Linked DNA regions of Ovis aries: region 2 is linked to region 1. The links are chromatin contacts, called in public Hi-C maps. All regions are on one chromosome and are shown on one strand. Each heading gives the region's core, a stretch centred on a gene start, on an enhancer-like site or on the middle of the called end of the contact. The rest is flanking DNA. Distances are from core to core; before and after follow the strand shown. Region 1 overlaps CAMTA1 (calmodulin binding transcription activator 1). Region 2 holds the start of CAMTA1 (calmodulin binding transcription activator 1).

What was found. Hi-C and Micro-C count contacts between places; a contact is called where the count stands out from the background.
Region 2: a contact with region 1 is called in a Hi-C map of mixed tissues, with 3 times the contacts expected there. The contact joins the promoter of CAMTA1 here to the enhancer-like site in region 1. A contact is called at or near these places in 8 of 16 Hi-C or Micro-C datasets (hypothalamus, liver, mixed tissues and 5 more).

Annotation. Positions count from the first base shown.
Region 1 is chr12:45,867,981-45,871,458 of ARS-UI_Ramb_v3.0, forward strand. CAMTA1 (calmodulin binding transcription activator 1) reads right to left here. Exons shown (of 4, transcript XM_027975693.3): 4 at 1-3,478. Among named protein-coding and RNA genes, the nearest start is that of CAMTA1, 91 kb to the right of the region's middle. Within about 2 kb of position 2,136, at least 6 of the 54 cell types and tissues checked have an H3K27ac peak or open chromatin away from gene starts, as enhancers often do.
Region 2 is chr12:45,959,301-45,963,031 of ARS-UI_Ramb_v3.0, forward strand. CAMTA1 (calmodulin binding transcription activator 1) reads right to left here and starts at 1,369. Exons shown (of 4, transcript XM_027975693.3): 1 at 1,290-1,369. The coding sequence starts at 1,334.

The DNA of each region.
Region 1 (3,478 bases), core at 886-3,385:
TTTGCGACCCCATGAACTGCAGCACGCCAGGCCTCCCTATCCATCACCAACTGCCAGAGTTGGTGTCCACCCAGAGTCTACCCAAACCCATGTCCATCAAGTCGGTGATGCCATCCAACCATCTCATCCTCTGTCGTCCCCTTCTCCTCTTGCCCTCAATTCACATAATACTCTAGATACATGGGGCTACATAAAATATATTATTAACTTCACTTCTTTACACTGTTTTAAAATATGGCTCCTAGATCATTACACATCGGTCACGCTATATTTCTACTGGACGGCACTGCTCTAGACCTTGATGGTAACCACAACTGCACCCCTTCACAACATCAAGTTCAAGCATCCCACTCTGACTATCCCTACTCCAACAATTCCATGGCCCTATTTCCTTGAATGCATGGGCTTCCCTCGTGGCTCAGAGTAAAAAAATCCGCCTGCCAATGCAAGAGAGGTGGGTTCGATCCCTGGTCCAGGAAGATCCCCTGGAGTAAGAAATGGCAACCCACTCCAGGATGTTTGCCTGGGTCATCCCATGGACAGAAAAGCCTGGTGGGCTACAGTCCATGGGGTTGCAAAGAGTTAGACATGATTGAGCAACTGAACAACAGTTCCTTGAATACAGTGACCCAGGGCCTCCTGCTGCCCCTCCTCTCACTCATGCTTCACGTTTGCCCCCTGCTTGGTCCAGAGGCCACTACCCACCATCACACGGGTGCTTGGCTCCCTTGCCCCTCCCCTGCCAGCACTCCCCAGGCAGACTTCCAAACCTAGGTCAAATCCAGCTCTCGGCATCCTCCCAGCCCACACTGGGGCAGCAGAAAACACAGCTTCCAAAGCACCTGCTCTGCTTCCTCTCCTCCCGTTTGTGCTTGAACCAGCTAGAGTCAGTGACACCCTTGCCATTTCATTCATCTGGCTCTTATCAAAGTCACCACTGACCCACACTGCCAGGCCCAGGGTCAGCTCTCAGCCTGCATCTCACCTGACTTTAGAAGGTTTGACACAGACGACCTTGTTTGCTGCTTTGACACACGCTCCTCCAAGACACTCTACTTTCCTGGTTTCCCTCCGTGGAGTCCCTTCTCACCTCCTTCGCTCCCTTCTCCCCTTCCTCTCATCACTGAGTACCTCTGTGCTCCATCCATTCACACCCCCTACCGGATTCCATTTATTCCGCAGTTTTACAACCCTTCAATCCACTGACAACAGTGAGGAGCCTGGCTCAAGTCAAGACCCCTCTAAACTGCCTGCCTTCTGCACCTATCCACGTGGCATCGTGACATTAACACAACACAGGGCTGTCTCCTGGCCCATCTCCCTCACCTGCTGCTCCCAGTCTTCCCCATCTCAGTGAATGGGAACTGCATTTCCAGTTGTTCGGTGCAAAAACATTGGCATCATCCCCAAGTCCTCACGTTTGCAGACAACCACTCAGTTCTTCCCCTGAAATGCATCCAGCATCTGACCGCTTCTCGCTGCCCTGGTCCAGATGAGCCACCACAGGCCTCTGCAACAGTCTCTTCACGAGTCTCCCTGCCTCCATCCCTGGCCCCCCTAAACCAGGGATCAACAAACTTTTTCTTAAAGAGCCGGAGAGTAAATATCTCAGGCTCTGTGAGCCAGATGGTCTCTGCTGCAACTACTCAACTTGGCTGCCGTGGCTTGAAAGCAGCCTCACACACTACGCAGACAACTGAGCATGGCTCTGTGCCAATAAAACTGGAGCGTGAACGGACACTGAAACCTGAATTTCATACAAGTTTCATGTGCCACAGAATATTCTCAAGTCATCTTACTTCTTTCCCAACCCTCTAGCAATGTAAAGAACATCCTCAGTTTGCTGGCTGCCCAGAAACAGGCAGCAGCTGGATTTGGCCCTGGGGCCAAGGTAAGCCAACCTTTGCCCTAAACTACTCTCTGCATTGCATGGAAAGCGATCCCTTTATATATATTGTTTTGGCCAAGCCATGCAGCATTTGGAATCTTAGATCCCTGACGAGCAGACCGAACCCGTGCACCCTACAGTGGAAGCTCAGAGTCTTAGCCAGTGGATTACCAGGGAAGCTCCCAAAGTGATTGTTTTAATCACGTAATTTTCCTGCTCAAAAATTCTTGGCTGGCTCCCCTTCTGACTCAGTAAAACCAAAGAACTGCCCACGCCCTACAAGGCCCAACCACCTCATCTGCTCCCCTCCACTGTCCTTACCCAGTGCGACCACAGAGGCCTTTTCGCTTCTCTTTTGCTATTGCTGAGCCCACAACTACCCCGGGACCTTTGCTTCTGTTGTTCCCACCGCGTGGAGTACCCTCCGCGCGGATATCTACATGAATCACAGTGCCACTTCCTTCAAATCGCCGTAGGGGCGCCACCTGCTCCCTCCACACCAGCCAAGGCAGCACCCGTGTGCACACACACCCACGTCAACATCCAGAACATTCACTGTTCTTTGTCACACTTATTATCATACAGTATTTGTTTCTTTATTCAGGTAGAAATAAACAGATCAGGCTATTTTTTAACAGGCAAACAAGATGGCCCAGTGTTCATGAAACCTGGAGGCAGACAACCTGGGTTGAAATGCCAACAGCACTGGCGCTGTGACCCTGGGTGAGTTATTTTTAACCGCTCTGTGCCTCAGTTTCCCTCTCTGTGAATCAGGGACAGTAACAGCGCCCGTCTCCTCCGTGTTCTGAGCGCTGATGAGGTCCTCAAAGTGGGCTGTGCAGTCACTCACTGTCACCTTTCTGCTTCTAACTCCTCCTGGCCAACCAGAAAATAGGCTCTTTGAAAGCAGGCCTCGCTTTGTTTACTGCTTTACTCCTGTACCTAGGACAGTGCCTGCTACTAGGCACTGGGTAAATATTTATGGGACAAATGGATAAATGTTTTGAATTTAAGTCTCTCTCGAGGAGTGGAGAACACTGCCTAGCCCCCAACGTCATACAGCTATCGGGGATGGCAAAATTCTCTTAAAACCCCACCGCAGCAAGAGGAAAAAACCCCTGACTATTCCAGGTGGGCTTCTGGTGTTTTTCTCCAGGGTGAAACCTGGACGTGAGCCCTTAAAGCCAGGCTCTGAGGGGCAGCAGTGTCACTCATAGAAAGTCTCCTACAGTCACAAACTGTGCTGTATACTCAGGGCTCATGTGGTCAACTCTCTAACCAAGCTACAGAAGATATAGACCCCACAGTCGGATTCCAATTCCGCAAGTAAAACACCAACTTAATACCTAATAGCACAGCTCTGTACAGGTCTAACAACACTTCCTGGGCAAAAGCACAAAAAACTATTTAGTCAAAGCAGCTGACACTTAATTGACTTCTAAAAAAAAAGAACATCTCATCAAATGAAAGTCTTTCCTAAGCAAAACGGTGGTTAAAAAAAACTTTCATCCACCCATCTCACACCCCCCAACACTCACAACCACCACAGTACCATGGATACAGCAGCTCTCCTAAGATGACTGAGTTCTG
Region 2 (3,731 bases), core at 119-2,618, 91 kb after region 1:
ACAGGCTCACTGCTGGGACCCCTTCTCACTCGAGTACCAGGCACAATGGAAGCCCTGCCCTACATCTGATGGGGCCACAACCCTCACCCAGAGGAGGAACTCCAAGGAGAGGAACACGACAGGGGAGACAGAGAAAGTGGGAAAGGAGCCCTGGGATGTCCAGTTCTTCCCAAAAGAGAGAGAGAGGGCAACTCAAAGGGTATTCAGGAAATGAGCTCACCCCAACCCAGGAAAGTGTGCGGAGAGGATGCCTCCTCTGTAAGAAGTGTCTGCTTTCCTATTTAGAAATGACTTCAGAGCTGCCCAGGCCCCTATGACCCACTGGGAGAGGGAGAAGAACAAGGGGAGCCCGAGTCCTCTTGTCCTGGCAAAAGGGTCAACAGATGGTGTGCAGAGGCCCCAAAGATTCCACAGAAGATGAGAGGATGAGGCGGACCCCTCTGCCAGAGGAGGATCAGGGTCACAGAAGGTAAAGGGCAAGGGAGTATGGAAAGCCTCACTCGCCGTAGCATCGGAGACCCCACCCTCCAGGCTGCGAGGGGCGCAAGGGCAAGAGTGGGATGGGAGCGACTGCTAGGGGCGGGGGTGCTGCGCAGGCCCCCTCCCCGGAAGGGAAGGGGGAGGGGTCACACGAGGCCCTTCTGCCCGGGGACGCTCAGCAGGAGAGGGTCCCCCTGGTGGGGAGAAGCGCGGGGACCCCGCCGGCTCTGGGAGGCGCCCACGGGGCTCCAGGGTGAGGCTGGACAGAGTCCGCCCGGCCCCGCCGCCGAGAACCAGAGGCGGCGAGGCTGAGCGCCGACCGTGCCCCGACGGGAACCGGCCCGGGGCAGCGGGGCGCGGGGCCGGAGGGGGCCAGAGGAGGATAAACTTTCCGCCCCGCGGCCCCCACCGGCGCGGGGGGCGGGGGCCGCGCCGGGGCCGGGAGCGGCGGGGATGCCCGGTCCGGGTGGGGGAGGCGCCGGCCCTCCCTCCGCGGCTCCTCCTCCTCGCTGGGCCCGGCCCCCGCCCGCCGGCCCCCCGCCCCTCCGGCCCCAGCCCGCCCCCGGGTGGGGGTGTGCGGCGCCGCGCTCCGCCGCCCCGCGAGTCACCTCAGGACCCGGCCGCGCTCCGCCCCCCCACCCGCCGCCCCCTCCCCGGCCCGGGGCGCCCGCCCGCCGCCGACGCCGCCGCCGCCGCCACCGCCGCGCCCCCGCGCTCCCGCCCGGCGCCGCCGATGCCCGGGATGTCCGGCGGGGCCGGGTCCCGCTGCCCGCCGCGCCGCCCCTAGCCCCTCACGCTCCGGCTCTTACCTTCCGGCTTGTTTTCGGCAGCCATTTCCCCTCCGCGCGCCACATCCTCCTCCTCCTCGCGACCGGGACCCCGAGCGCGCGCCTCGTACCGCCGCCGCCGCCGGCCCAGCCACCCCGCCGCCGCCGCGCACCCGCCCTGGCCCCGCCCCGCGGCCCACGCACTGCACCCGTTGGGCCGCGCGGCTGCCATTCATCGCTCCCACCACCAATCGCCCCGCACCAGGGGTCTCACTACTCTCCGGGAGGAGCGTCCTACCCATCCGGCCCATTGGCTGGTCACCACCCAACGGAATGAAAGGATTGGTCAAGACTCAACGCCCCCTCCCCACCCACTCCCAGGAAAGCCCGCCTTCCAGACCTAAACAAAGCTTTCCAGTGGCCAGAGCTCGAAACAACTGCCCAATCAGAAAGGGGCCGACACGGAATATTTCCTCGAGGCTGAGACGTGACATTTTGATTGGGCCTTCCTACAGTGTTTCCCAGGCCGTCCAGACCAATCAAAGGGGGTTCCCGGAACTCGGGAGCGGCGAAGGGAAGCCCCGCCCCCGAGCGTGACCGTCATGAGGAAGGCGCTCGCTCATTGGCGCGCTGGGGCTTTTCCCGCGTGCTCCCGGGGCTGAAGGACGTTCCCGGGGAAGCCGCTGCCGGCGCGTGGGGTCCCGGTGGCAGTGGAGAAGGCAGCGGGATCTCCGGGATCCCTCAGCCTCCCGCTTCCGGGGGGCAGCGAGGGCCGTGGGGGCTTGGGGTTGGCTTCCGCCGGTCGTAGCGCTCGGGAGCCAGCCGGCCCGAGAGTCCGGGCGTCGCTGCGGGCCGTGAGGGCTGGGTCGCGTCTCCGCCTGGCCCCGCCCCTTCCCCTCCCCCCGCCGACGCCCCGCCCCCTCGGCCCGCGCCGCCGCGGCCCCTCGCGCGGGTGCCCGGCCAGCCTGTGCCCGCCGTCGCCCGCCCCCGGTGTGCTCCGTTGTCCCCTTTTCTAGCGGCTTAAAATACTGAAACTTTATTTTGGTCACGTTGGCCATGTGACCCGCAGAGCCGATGACTCATAGATGCCTGTCCCAGGATGAGGCCGCCGAGCAAAATCTTAGAGAAACGTTGAGCCTCGGCGAGCCTGCTCGGAGGGCGAGGCGAGCCAAGTTTGCTTCCATCCTGGACTCACATTCGTGGCTTTCCCGAGCGAATATTCCAGCGTCCACTGCACTCACGGCCAGTGCAAGACGAGGAGACCAGCGAGGTTTCAGTCGCGGAGAACCCAGAAGCGGGTTAGGGGCCATCCTGAGAGGGAGAGAGGAGGGACAGACACACCGCTGCAGCTTCTATGCAAATCCGTCCACACCTAGGAAACCAACACACACTGCACAGAGAAGCCTAAAGCCAGAGGAAATGGCAAAGATGAAAATGCCCCGTCGCAGATAAATTCAGGAATTGTGCACGTGGGCAGGTAGTACCGGAAACAAAGGAGAGGGCTGAAAGCTCCAAGTTTAAAAAAAAAAAAGGAAGAAAAGTTGAAAGAAAAGCAGAGCTCCAACCCCTCTGTGTGGATCTTGTATGGTTTGCAGTGAGAACCTTTCAATCCTCTACATTTTATTTTGTCCTTTTCTACCCGTGGGTGACAACTAGCAGAAGCAGCGCAAGGTCCTCCTTTGAGTATTTTGGCACCAAGTTGACTGTCAGAGTGAATTTTGCTCTAGTTGTAACAACATGTGTTCTTTTTCTTGTCTTCTCAAGTGAAAATTTCTTGTTTCCCGGAAATAAAAATGTTCCCCCAAAAAAACTTTTGCTGTAGAGACTAATTCTTCAACAAACTTTCATTTCATGAGGGTCAAAAAATGCAAAATTTTAACAACGAGGGCACAATATTTTATCGATTAGCATTCTTAATAGCACCTGTGTTGACGATTTGTGTGGTGAAGCATATTCTTAAAAGTGCCGGTGGCATTGAAAATTAATGTAACCCTTTTGAAAACCAATTTTACAGTATGTATTAAAAGCCATAAAAAAGTCTGCATCTTTTGACCCAGTAATCTTACTTCTGGGAATCTATTCTAAGGAAATAACACTAAATGCCAAAAAAACTATATGTGTGAAGGTATTCTTCACAGGATCACCGTATTTATTACAACAAGAAAAATGTGCTAATGTTGGGTGTTTAATAAGTAAATCATGTTGTATCTATACAAGAGAACATCATGGTAGTCACATTAGAAACAGAAAGGAAAATTTACTCATTGCTAGTTGCCGGTGGGCGGGGGAGGGGGGAGGGATAGTTTTCTGAAAAATGACAACCTGTTACACGTGATATGATTCTAAGTAGAAAAAACTGCATTTTGAAAAAAGACTTGATAAACACCCAAAAAATGACATTTGGGAGATTGTGAGTGGTTTTTCTTATTATCTCTATTTTCTGTATAACTGTAGTCTTTTATAATTAAGATATATATTTAAACC